Regions from separate parts of the Gossypium hirsutum genome. Here region 2 is linked to region 1. Evidence: chromatin contacts called from public Hi-C data. All regions are on one chromosome and are shown on one strand. Each heading gives the region's core, a stretch centred on a gene start, on an enhancer-like site or on the middle of the called end of the contact. The rest is flanking DNA. Distances are from core to core; before and after follow the strand shown. Region 1 holds the start of LOC107897353 (NADP-dependent malic enzyme). Region 2 holds the start of LOC107897348 (ABC transporter G family member 35).

Evidence for each region. A called contact is a pair of places that touch in the nucleus more often than the background predicts.
Region 2: a contact with region 1 is called in a Hi-C map of leaf, with 2.0 times the contacts expected there. The contact joins the promoter of LOC107897348 here to the promoter of LOC107897353 in region 1. A contact is called at or near these places in 2 of 34 Hi-C or Micro-C datasets (both in leaf).

What each region holds. Positions count from the first base shown.
Region 1 is chrA10:8,033,573-8,040,502 of Gossypium_hirsutum_v2.1, reverse strand. LOC107897353 (NADP-dependent malic enzyme) reads left to right here and starts at 2,867. Exons shown (of 20, transcript XM_016822788.2): 1 at 2,867-3,181; 2 at 3,560-3,843; 3 at 4,345-4,465; 4 at 4,583-4,657; 5 at 5,067-5,218; 6 at 5,323-5,428; 7 at 5,515-5,580; 8 at 5,778-5,873; 9 at 5,969-6,040; 10 at 6,132-6,215; 11 at 6,298-6,396. The coding sequence starts at 3,152.
Region 2 is chrA10:8,352,105-8,359,034 of Gossypium_hirsutum_v2.1, reverse strand. LOC107897348 (ABC transporter G family member 35) reads left to right here and starts at 3,043. Exons shown (of 21, transcript XM_041079740.1): 1 at 3,043-3,628; 2 at 3,748-3,957; 3 at 4,046-4,130; 4 at 4,290-4,449; 5 at 4,550-4,626; 6 at 4,731-4,784; 7 at 5,057-5,147; 8 at 5,340-5,641; 9 at 5,789-6,387; 10 at 6,521-6,681; 11 at 6,783-6,892. The coding sequence starts at 3,249.

The sequences.
Region 1 (6,930 bases), core at 1,618-4,117:
TTCAATCGACACTTATTACTTATTTCATGTTTAAATTGCTATAATCTTTTGCATTTTACTTTATAATTAAATATTTAAAATCCCACTTTATATATTATGGGTGTGCATGAATAGTTTTTTTTTAAGTGCATGGATAGTTAAATAGGAGTAATAGTTATTTATATTGAAATATTTAAAGTTTTTTCATTTTTCCAAAAACTATAGTAAATTAATTTATTATCCAATATTTTATTAAAAAATCATTATTCAGTCAGATTGAAATCTATTTGAAATCTAAAATAAAATGATTGAAATAAAGATTAATTCTATTTTTATTATAAATTTTATCTTTATATAAAAAATAAATTTTAGGTAAAAGAATTAATAAACTTTAATATTGAAATATTAAATTTCAACTCATTTAAAATTAAAAGATAATTAAAGCACTATAAAAAACATAAATTTTTCTTAAAATTTTACCAAATTTTATTATATTTTAAATTATAATTGATGTAATTATTTTTTTTCTGAAAGAATACTTGTTAAACTTTTAACTTTTAATAAATTAATTTTTTGTATAAGTAAAATTACTTTTAATAAAATAAATTAGTATTGTTTATCATTTTTCAAAATTGCCTCTATTAATTTCTAAAGACTCCTTTAAGGTTTTATATAATATATAGATAAAGATTGACATTAAATAAAAAAACTAAAATGTAATAAAATTTAAATTTTATAAACTAATTAAGTTCTAATTAGGGGTGTTCAAACAGGCGGCTCGATTTTTAACCTAACCAATTACTTGAAATGTAAAAATCTTTAACTGTTGACTGAATCAAATTTTTTTTTCAAATACATTAACTAAATCGAAATATTTCAATTAATTCGGTCATTTAACCGTAAAATTTATATGTTTTTATCTTTTGATTAAAACAAGTATAAACATATAAAAAATACATTACTAATGTTCATTTTTCTTTAATAGTTCAAAAAATTATAATATATATTATTTATTTTGATTAATATAAAGAATAATAGTTAAAAATACATTACTAATATAAAAAATATATTATATATTATTTAATTCAATTAATTATTCGATTTTAAATTAAATTAACTGATAATCAAAATTTTAAAAAAATCATTAACTAACCTTTAACCTAATTAAATTTAGTCATCAACCAATTAACCGAAATAAATTAATTCGATTAATTAATTCAATTTTAACCGAACTATGAACACTCATAATTTTAATACCTAAATTATATTTATTTATTTTTATACTACCTAAAATATTTTGTTAATTCCTAAAATCTCCTCTCTCTTTTTATATAATATATAGAATATTGTAAAGGTAAAATGCAGAGCACGTGGGATGATATAAAGAAATTTCCGAGTCATATAATTAATAAAAACAGCAAAGCACTTGGTTTTATTATATGAAATCATGATGCGTGATGATCTCTCAGTTACTTGGTTTTCATAACACCAAATTACTTGGTTTTATTGATTAAATAATTTACCATTTTGCAAAATTAGTGATTTTATTATTATATTTAAGCTTTAAAAATACTTTATTGTTAATTTTATAAATAATTTATATTAATTATGAATCTTGAATATAAACTATAAAATAGCATGAAAAATATAAAAAAAATATTTTAACCTTTCAACAACAATATTTAATAATAACATAAATTATTAAAAATTAACGAATCACTTTTTTTCGTATTTTTTTATCACACTTTTTAAAAATAATTTTCCTTAAAAGCAAATTTGAAAAACACATTTCAAAATAAAAATTAACTAGCTCTAGAAAAGCCACGTCAGACAAAAGTGATCAGCCACATGAAATAAAGAAACCGACAGACAAAATGGCCCAGAACCAGAAACTAAAAATCAAATGGCTGTCATGTTACAGTGGTTCAGAAAGTTGGCTTCTTCTTCCTCCCAATGTCTTTATTTTTGTTTTACCAAAGGGAATGAAGGAGGAGGAGGAGCTCACTATGTCTGCTTTCCTAAATCTCCCCTACACTTTACTTTGTCCTCATGCCTGCTGCTGCTTTCCTAAATTTATATTTTATTAATGTTATTTTTATAATTAAATATAAATAAATACACAAATATATTAAAATGAATATCACATTTTAAAAACATGATAACAAAATATAGATAATCTAGATATGTATGTTTAATCTGTTTCATTTCAATAACATTGAAATACTGGTAAGAAAAAGGAAAAGAAATACGTATATAAACAGACGACAAGATTTCATGAAGACGACATTCCCGAAAATCTTGGAATTGACATGAAAAATTGCCACACACAATTGCATGAAGAAGACATTCTCAGACTCTTTCTTGGCCATAAAATTTGATGAAACGAATCCTGCGCTTTTTAAATATGTTTCAACCATCATAACATGACAAATCTCACTATAAATCTCGAAGAATTCTTAATCTAACGGCAGCAAAACTAGATTAAAAATTGTTTTCAATGTACTAATGCAGAATATTTCGAAGCAGATCCTCATTAATTTTATCTCAAAATTTCTCCTCATAATTATATAGTTCTTTTTTTTTAAGAAAAAATTCCGACTCCCGAAACAAAAGAATACTTAAAAAAAAAAGAAAGAATTATTTTGTTATTATTATGATTTTTATTTTGTTACAAGTTGACGACCAATCAAGCAACCAGTGTCTGGTTGTTCAGAAAACCCAAACCCGAACTCATAAATTCAACACACCTAAAACATACAGCAATTAAACAAGGTTCGCAGGAAGTTGGCTTGGGTTGGGACCCACACTTTTTGTAGGTCCCACTTGAGGGGACGGTGGTGGCACTTTCGTAATAGAGGGACAAACTCAGCTACCCACTTGTCATTTGCAGTCACCAAAAGTCTGCTGAGGGTAGCAGAGAAGGATAAAAACCGGACACGTTTTTTACGATTCCTCCTTCTCTTCCTCATAGATACAAAATCAGCGGGTAGAGAGAGAAAGCAGAGCAAGGGAAGGGAAAAGGAAGGGAAAGGGAAGCTTTATATAACCCATCTCCTTTCTCTCTAAACGCTCTTCCTTTCCATCTTTCCTTTCTTTGCTTTGCTTGTTTCTATTGAGAGATTTCCACTAACAAAAGCTCTAGACTTTTGTCTTCCCACATTTTTCTCTCACCATGATTTCCTTGCACAGAAGCTGTTTTCTGGTAATTTCTTAATCAACCCATTCTTCATTTTCACTACCCATTTCCTATAATTTATTTCTAAACCTTAATCATTATTATATCTCTAACTCATGTTTCTTTTTTTTTTCGCTGGTATTTTTCTAGTTTGAAAATCACATGAGTTTACCTTTTTCAGGGTCTTTCCTTTGTAGCGCTTGTACTGTAATAAAAATTTCCTTTTTCCTCCCTCCTATCTGGTTTTGCACATCTTTGAAAGATATTCAACATCTAAGGCTTTCTTTTATGACATTAAAGATCTCAGATTTACCACAAATATATATATATATAAAAAGTCTGTTCTGCTTTTTATTTGATTTCGTTACTGACCTTTTTTTGTTTTTTTTTGGGGGGGGGGAACAGAATAACACTGGCATTTCTGGGTCATCAAGCCCTTTCTCATACAAGCTGAAGAAGCTGCCACCAGCTTCAGTCAAAGTCACAGCTTTAGGCCCCAACAGGGATCGAAACAGCAGCGTTTTGATTGAAAACAACAACTCATTGAAAGAAATAAAAGAAGATGGCACTTCTTCTGTTGCTGATGTGGACCCCAATCCTACTGTTACCGGCGAAGACCGCGACCTCTACTATGACGCCGCCGCCACCGACGATCAACTTGTCACCCCTTGGTCTCTCTCTGTTGCCAGGTAACATTCTGTTACTTTCCTTTTCACTAATATCTTTCTCGTGTAATATTTATTTATTTATTTATTTTTTTGGCTTTTCCCACCTCTATTATGAGCTTTCTTTTTTCTGGGTATGACATGATGGTTTTTGAGATTTTTCATATATGTTTGACAGATCTAGAATCATTCTTTTTTGTCTTAACATTTAAATACGAAGGTGATCTTCGAAGTGTTGGGTCTTATTTTATTTTCTGGTGTTCTTCTTTGTGTTTAAGTTCATGGTTTTCCTTTTGATGTGCTTGTTGTGAACTCTTTGTTTTGTATTGAATGTTAGATCATGATGTTGTGGCCAACAATAATTTTACCAATTCAGATCTTTGATTTGTTGTTTTGTCTTTGTGTTGGTTGTTAGATATGATTGAAATTCCTAGGAAATAAATGATACGTTTATTGAACTACTCTAATTTCAAAAATCCAATTAATTAGACTTTCAAAGACTAAGCTCTTCTTCATGCACTGCAGTGGGTATTCGTTGTTGCGAGATCCTCACCACAACAAAGGACTCGCCTTTAATGAGAAAGAAAGAGATTCTTATTACTTGCGTGGTCTTCTTCCCCCCACAGTTATTTCCCAAGAACTTCAGGTTATCTACGCTCTTTGTACATCTTTTTTGACTTCACTTGAATCATTCAGTGAATTCTGTTCATTTTACTTAATCCTTGCTATGTTTTTAATGAACTATTTTACCACTACTCACCAGGTGAAGAAAATGATGTGTAGTATCCGCCAGTATCAAGTTCCTCTGCAGAAGTACATGGCCATGATGGATTTGCAGGTAACCGTTTGCTCTAAAGTCGTAGGTGGTTTCTGGCTGGAATTATTGCTGCATGTTTCTTGAATGTCAAATATGTAGCTGCATCCGATGGCATGATTTTATTTCTCTTTAGTTCATCGTATTATATTAACAATATGTTTCAATTTGTGTAGCTTGGTGCTATTATGTTTCCTCCTATTATTGTGAGTTTATGTAAATTTGAAATTATGATTTTTATTTTCTCTATTTAATTTCACAATCTTTACTTCCTCCTTGCCATTAGTTCCGAATCTTATTCTGTTTTAAGTGTTTCTAAAAATTTTTATTCGGACTATCGTACTCAGAAAGAAATAATACTTTATGCTTTTATCAATTGCTGTTAATGACTTTAACACTTTTGAATTGATTTCGGTTTCACTTCCATTTTCAGGAGTTAAATGAAAGGCTGTTCTACAAACTTCTGATCGACAATGTTGAGGAGTTACTGCCTGTTGTCTATACCCCAACTGTTGGTGAAGCTTGTCAGAAATATGGGAGCATCTTCAGGCGCCCTCAGGGTCTTTTTATCAGTTTGAAAGAAAAGTACGTTTCACATAGAGAATTGGTTCCTCAGATTATAGCTGGCATTGGATTCTTGAATTTGAGCTTCTTTCCCGTTGTATTACACTGATTTGTGTCCTTTGCAGGGGGAAGATTCATGAAGTTCTGAGAAATTGGCCTCAGAGGGATATTCAAGTCATCGTCGTCACTGATGGGGAAAGGATTTTGGGTCTAGGGGACCTTGGCTGTCAGGTATAAATACTCGGAGACATCTAATGATAACTGCCTCTGTCTCTCACATGTGTTATTGACTTGTTAATGGTAATTTATATTTTCAGGGAATGGGAATTCCTATAGGGAAGCTCTCTTTATACACTGCACTAGGAGGAGTTCGTCCTTCTGCTGTAAGTATATGTAATGATGAGTATTTACTACCCTTTGCTTTATTACTAAAGGACTGATGGAAGGCTCCTTTGCATATTGCTTTTATTAAGAGGTTATGAATCCGGACAAGCCTCATAATGATCTGTATCTTACTGTTAACCATGTTTGGCAATATTTTCCCTCATGCTATGGCTGATACATCAGCTGCTGTTTGCAGTGCTTGCCTGTAACCATTGATGTGGGTACAAACAATGAGCAATTGTTGAATGATGAATTTTATATAGGGCTTAGGCGAAGGAGAGCTACTGGGCAGGCACGTAATCTTATAGTACACTTGTTTTGCTTTAGTTATGAAGGCAATCAGATTTTGTTTTTAATACTAAAAGGTTCTGTTCTTCTTGACTCTAGGAATATGCCGAACTTATGCACGAATTCATGAATGCAGTCAAGCAGAACTATGGGGAAAAAGTTCTCATTCAGGTAAGTTAACTCGAGCGAGATATGAATGGAATATTGGCTGGAATATATGATATGTTTGTTTATATTTCTGAATCTTAAACGGTTTTTGCAGTTTGAAGATTTTGCAAACCACAATGCCTTCGATTTGCTTGCTAAATATGGCACAACTCATCTGGTTTTCAATGATGATATTCAGGTTACCATTTAATCTTAATTTTCTTAAATCAATTAGGCTTAAACATCTCATTTATGATCTGGGAAAATTACCCCTTTTGCAGGGAACAGCATCTGTGGTCCTTGCAGGGCTTGTTGCTGCACTAAAAGTAGTCGGTGGAACCTTGGCTGATCATAGATTTTTATTCCTTGGTGCTGGAGAGGTGAGCTGTTATTATAACTTGTTGAAAGTCTTGGTTCATTATAATGACAGGAGCAATCATGGTAATTTTCATTTAGTTAATAGGGAAAAGAGAAAAAGATGGACAAGTTTTTGTCCTGCAAGACATGCCCATCTGGTGACAATTAGCATAGCTAAGACAAGAGTGAACAACAGAAGTGAAATGGATAAACATTATCCTGCTCGGAGTTGGATAATAAAGAGAAAAACATTGAGTTAAAGACATTGAGTGTTCTCTCCTATAATTTGACATCGAAATTCTTATGTACTTACTATTAAGTTCCTTCAGTTTTGCTGTAATAGTTCGATTATATTCCCTTCCTCTTCTTTTATATTCAAACAGTTGAAGGACAGGGACATCTCTCAAACCCTTTCTGTTTAATACCATTACAACCTTAATTGTTGAAGGTGAAAATATTTCTGTCTCTATTTAAAGAGTATATTGCATCTAGTGGAATTGTAGTTTCCATTTAAGTTTCTCTTATTGGCCTCTCTCTTTTTTTTTTATACTATTTGC
Region 2 (6,930 bases), core at 1,794-4,293, 320 kb before region 1:
ATGATATGTGTATCAAAGTTTTTAATTATATTCATGCCTTCTAGGATATATAAAATATTTTGCTTTAATTCAATTCAATTCAAACAATATTGGATATGATTTAGAGAGGAGATCAAATATAACTCCAATCCTCATTTGTCACTTACAGTATGCCTGGTTGGGTGGAAAAATGGAGAGATAGGAAGGAGTGAAGAAGTGAGAGGAAAGAAAATAGGAGGAATGGTCATTTTCCATTCTAATGCATAAAAATCAATCATTGTAAATTGGAATGATGAGAGTAGAGAAAATGAAAGAGATGCGTATGTTAGTTCAAAGTTATGTATTTTCAAATATTTTGTTTTTTTTTCCTTTTATTTTCCAACTTTACTAAGTAGTGGATGGAAAGAAAATTATTTTTTCTTTTCATTTTTCCATCATTCCTACCAAGCATACCTATGAAAATAAAAAATATATTTTTCATTTTTTTATCTTTTCAAATTTTATTCTTTTCAATTTTCTTTTTACTCTACCAAGCAAAGTCTTAGAGTATGTTTGATTGGGTGGAAAGGTAGAGAAATGAAAGAATGGAAAAGAAAATAAATTTTGAGTGTGTTTAAAAATATACATTTTTTAATGTTTTATTTTTCTTTCTTTTCATTTTTCAACTATGCAAAATAATGTATAGAAATAAAATTAACTTTTCCTTCAATTTTTTTCATCTTTTCTACAAAACATATTTATAAATAAAAAAAATATTTTTTACCTTTCTAATTTTCTCTCTCTTTAAATTTTCATGTTTCATTTTTTTAAATCATTTTAGCAAGCACAACCTTAAAATTAAAACCACAAGATGATATTTAGGGCTCTCGAGCCGTCAGATAAACTGTTCACGTCTTGCTATCGACAAGAATAAATTATTTAAATTATTACTTAATATTAATCTGTTTGTTTATTTAATATTTTTATTGTTTTTTATTAAAATAATAAAGAAAAAACATAATATTTTAACTAACGACGATTAACAAACATTATCATTATAATCAATTATCACCAAAATTAATCGTTACAAACTAACGATCAAATAGAAATATATGTAAAATAAAAGCCTAACATAAAAACTAAAAAAAATTGTTCTGTTAATACAAACAACGAACAGTCAAGATTAAAGAAATTAATCAAATAATTGTAAAATTCAACAAAGTTAAAAAGAAAATTCTACATTCTAGAAGCCGGAAAACGACTAAAACAAAAAATTAATATTCTAATACCTTTTGTTTATTAAATTCTAATAGCTTTTAATGCGTCAAAAAATAGTTATATAATAGGAGCAACAAGTAGCTGTAGCCTACAAACTATTATTAAATCAGATGCCGCTTTGAATTTAATTAAGTTTGGGTAGAATAGTCACTCAACTGTTTGACAACTTCTATTTTCACCGTTAGTTTTATATTTTATTGACTTAATAATAAATTTAGCCTCTAATATTTATACATTCTATCTATTTAATCCTAAATTTAAACAATTCAATAATTTTAATCTTTAATATTTATAAAATGAAGCCAATTCAACAAAAAAGTGGAGTTGATACAGTTGAAGGCAAAAAGAATGACAACTTGCAGTTGAGCCAGCGAGCCAAAGGCAGTAACGACCAGTAGCTGGTACACATGAATCCAATGGTTAGGAAAAATGTCAATAAGTCAAGATTTTTGTTATGAATCAATTTATGTAAGAAATTATATATTGTAATTTTGTCATAGCCGCCTCCTAGGTTGTGGCATATTTCAATTTAATACCCACAAAACCCAAATTCTTTTAGTTAACTGATTCAAGTTTAAAATTTTAAAAAAGAATAGATTAGAGAATATAGATTAAATTTACAATTTATAGGATCAATAGTAAAATTTAATTTAATAAAATTAATTAATACTATTTGGATTAGGACTGTAATATTAAAATTTGAAAAGGAGTAACTAAATGTGACCAAATTAGAATAGAAAAATTATATTTATAAATTTATAATTTACATAGAATATAGGGATTAATAACATAATTTCACCTAATTTTTAATCACTATTTCTTCTCATTCCACAGTCCTTGAAAACGATACGGATATTGAACTAAATGTATCCGATTGGTGCGACTTCTCGGAAACCAATCTTTTCTCAATACAATTTGTTTCTACTACCTCAAACGTGTATTAAATGTCTTATATCCATTTAGAAAAGTCCATGGAATCTTCCAAATAGAAGATGTTTTTTTAGAAAGAATTCATATTTTATGTTTCGATTTATTAATATTTTAGACTTAATAATGTTTTGTTTGACGTCTAAATTAAGAATTTATTATTTTCAGGATCAAATTGGATCACATATTAATTTGAAATATAAAATTAAATTGATTGACTCACGAATCGATATAAATTGATGGAATTAGACTGAAAGATTAATCAAATCAATCATATTGATCGGAATAAAAATTAATGATATGATCGATTTTATCACCAATCTTATTTTAAAAACATTATTTATCACTACATCTAACGATTATTAATTCCGAATTGTCCGATTTTATGCTATATTACTTTTATATATTACATATTTAAAAAATTATATTTTGCAAAAGAAATAAATTTACTTAGTTTTAAAATGATTTATCATTTCATTTTAGATATAAACTTAATAGTTGTTCACAGATGAGGTAAGGCGGCGACCTAAACTTCATAATTTGTTTTGGTCCAATCTCATATTATACTCAGCCCAGCTTGCGCAGTATTCCCAAATTTAATAATCATTTAATAATAATAAAAAAAAAATGAAAAGAAGGGAATATACAAGGTCTTGTGATGGTTGGCGAATAATATTATGGTGATATGAAAAATGAAATGTACTTGGTCTAAGATGAGGTATGAATTGTTAAATGTTGCAAGAGAAGAACCGCTATTGACTTTCAAAGAATCCAACAAGCCCCTCATATTTGAATTCCCTAGTTTTCCTTCAACAAAAGGCCAAATAGCCAACCTTTCAGCCACCAAGCTGGCTGTCCCTTTTTTATTTTTCACTCCGTCAATGACTCGCACTGCCTGTATATATATATTCTCCTTCAATCTCTATTGAACTTACACTTCTTTATCTGCTCCCTACCCCCCAAAAGAAAGGAACCAACACTTGTCTACATTGAAATAGAGGGTGAGAACATTTTTCTTTTGGGTTCAAGAATTATTGGGAGGAAAAAGTAAAAAAAAAAGAAAAGAAAAAGAAGAAGGCAAAAATATGGATGGTTTAGAAAGAGTTCGAAGTCGAAATCCCAGCAGAAGAACGGGGCATAGCAGCATAGGGAGGAGCTTAAGTAGGAGTAGTTGGAACATGGAAGATGTGTTTTCAGGTTCCAGAAGAAGTAGCCGTGTGGAAGATGATGAAGAAGCTCTAAAATGGGCTGCTATCGAGAGACTACCCACATATGATAGGCTGAGGACAAGCATCATGCAGTCCTTTGTGGATCATGAAATCATTGGCAACAAGATGGAACATAGAGAGGTTGATGTTAGAAACCTTGACATGAACGACAGACAAAAATTCATCGACATGCTCTTCAAGGTTGCTGAGGAAGATAATGAGAAATTCTTGAAGAAGTTCAGAAACAGGATCGATAAGTAAGTTTCCATCTTTCTTCATTTACAAATATAAATTTAAAATCTTGGTATCATATATAAATTTAATAATGTTTTAAGTGTTTTCTGTTAATTGATTACGCAATTTGTTGGGATGACAGGGTTGGGATTACACTTCCAACAGTAGAAGTTAGATTCAACCATCTGACGATTGAAGCCGACTGCTACGTTGGCAGCAGAGCTCTTCCAACTCTTGTAAACTCTGCTAGAAACCTTGCAGAATCGGCTCTTGGCCTCCTTGGAATCAGTTTTGCCAAGAAAGCAAACCTCACAATTCTTAAAGATGCTTCTGGGATTATTAAACCATCAAGGTACCTGCAACTTTCTTCTTGTCACGATATAATAATTTAGTTTGTCATTACATTTTGTCTTTACCTCTCTCTATATATATATTTGTAGGATGACACTCTTACTAGGCCCACCCTCTTCTGGGAAAACAACCCTTTTGCTGGCATTGGCCGATAAGTTGGACCCAAGCTTAAGGGTAAGTTACAGTCTAATCAAATATATTCGTTTAAAAATTATTGCGTTAATAATTTGTGTTTTATATAGTATTTTTATGTTATGTTGGTGTGTTAATTATAAAGTTTGGTATTAGTTAACAGTAAACACAACCTGATGTTTCTGTTAATGTATGAAACAGGTTAAAGGAGAAGTCACATACAACGGATATAAACTAAAGGAATTTGTTGCTAGAAAGACATCCGCATATATCAGTCAAAATGATGTTCATGTCGGAGAAATGACAGTGAAAGAAACCTTGGATTTCTCAGCAAGATGTCAGGGTGTTGGGACACGATACGGTATATATATATGTTTAACACAATTTGTTCATAATTAAGTACCAAGTGTTTATGCTTTGGCTAATGATTTACTGAAAAATTATTATTAATTTTTTTGAAGATCTGTTAAGTGAGCTTGCTAGAAGGGAAAAAGATGCAGGGATTTTCCCAGAAGCTGATGTAGACCTTTTCATGAAGGTTTGGACAATAACATAAATTCCACAATATTCTTACATAAAGCAAAGATTTGTCATTTCAAATTTCCACATCATCACGTGCTTTTGAACGTTTGAATTTTTCAGGCAACTTCAGTGGAAGGAATTGAAAGCAGCCTTATCACTGATTACACACTCAAAGTAAGTAAATTCAATGTAAAAAGAATCATGAAATTCCAAACTTTTTTGGGTCACCGAAGAAAAGAATTTGCCTTAATACAAAACAATCACTTTCCTAGTGTTAAAAAATGAGAGGAAAATGATTCTGCCAAATCACTATACGGTTAAAATTAATCTGAAGCAGTAAACCTTGGAATAAAAAAGTACAGAATGTGGACCTACAATGGCAGAAAAAACAAAGAGTAGATTAACTTTTCTAACGTCATTGTGGTCCCTATTGTTGAATTGATCAGATATTGGGGCTCGACATATGCAAGGATATCATCGTTGGAGACGAGATGCAGCGTGGAATTTCCGGAGGTCAAAAGAAAAGAGTAACAACAGGTTGATTATTCTTCATTTTAGTCCCTAAACCTACTTAGTTTTTCTAATCCATTATCTTATGATGTTTATCTCATCTTCAGGGTTTCAATAATATTGAAAACTAAGCCATAATATTTGATACTAAAAGGAGCCTGGGTTTTGTCCTGATTCAAGATTTATTGTAATAACGTTAAAATTTTGATTTAACTATAGGGGAGATGATTGTTGGTCCCACCAAGACACTATTCATGGATGAAATATCAACGGGTCTTGATAGTTCCACGACATACCAGATAGTGAAGTGCTTGCAGCAGGTTGTGCACCTAACAGAGGGCACAATCTTGATGTCACTATTGCAGCCTGCTCCAGAGACTTACGATCTCTTTGATGATATCATCCTCTTATCTGAGGGTCAAATTGTCTATCAAGGTCCACGAGAACACGTTGTTGAGTTCTTTGAGAGCTGTGGTTTCAAATGTCCCGAGAGGAAAGGAACTGCTGACTTTTTGCAAGAGGTAACCTTAGACCCTAAACACGAACCATTGCATCGCTGATGGTCTTGAGTTTTCGACTCTTTAGTAAATAGCAAATTGTGGTTTAGTTTAGTCACAACATAAACAATTTGTGCAACATAAGGTGACAAGCTAGTGAAACTGTGACAGGTTACCTCAAAGAAGGACCAAGAACAATATTGGGCGGACAAAAGAAAGCCATACAGATACATTACAGTAACTGAATTTGCAAACAGGTTCAAGCACTTCCATGTCGGAATGCAGCTACAGAGTGAGCTAGCTGTGCCTTTCGACAAGTCAAGAGGCCACCGAGCGGCATTGGCCTTCCAGAAATACTCTATGTCCAAAATGGAGCTTCTTAAGGCCTGTTGGGACAAAGAATGGCTATTGATCAAAAGGAATTCTTTTATTTATGTGTTTAAGACGGTCCAAATTATCATCGTGGCATTCATCTCGTCTACTGTCTTTTTGAGAACTGAAATGCACCAGAGGGATTTGAACGATGCGCAACTCTATATTGGCTCACTTCTGTTTGGAATGATCATCAACATGTTCAATGGCTTCGCTGAGCTCTCCCTTATGATTAGTAGGCTTCCAGTGTTCTACAAGCAAAGAGACCTCTTATTCCACCCTGTCTGGACTTTCACTCTGCCCACTTTCTTGCTCCGGGTTCCGATATCTATTTTGGAAACAGTTGCTTGGATGGCTGTAACTTATTACACTGTAGGATATGCACCTGAGGCCAGCAGGTAAATTGAATTGTAGCAATTTATTTACATGTCTTCGCACTGACAGAGTTCTTTTTTTCTTACTTGAACAACAAGTTAAAGTAGTACATGATGAAATTAGTATTAACTTGCCAACTCTTAAAACTATTGCCAGGTTTTTCAAAAACTTCCTGTTGGTGTTTTCAGTACAACAAATGGCATCTGGTCTATTTCGGCTCATTGCCGGATTATGCAGAACAATGATCATAGCTAACACTGGTGGGGTTCTTACACTTCTCCTCGTGTTCTTGCTGGGAGGTTTCATCATTCCTAAACGTAAGAATAAAACCATAAAAGAATAAGCCTTTACATTAGAAAATTTCTTCATTTTGTAGATTAATAAAAAGTTCACTAATATAGGGTATTTATTTTGACAGGTGAAATTCCAAGTTGGTGGGAGTGGGCTCACTGGATTTCACCTTTGACTTACGGTTTCAATGCCTTTACTGTGAATGAAATGTTTGCGTCAAGGTGGATGAATAGACAGGTATGTTATTCAGTTTTGCTTGTTCAGTAACACAAGTC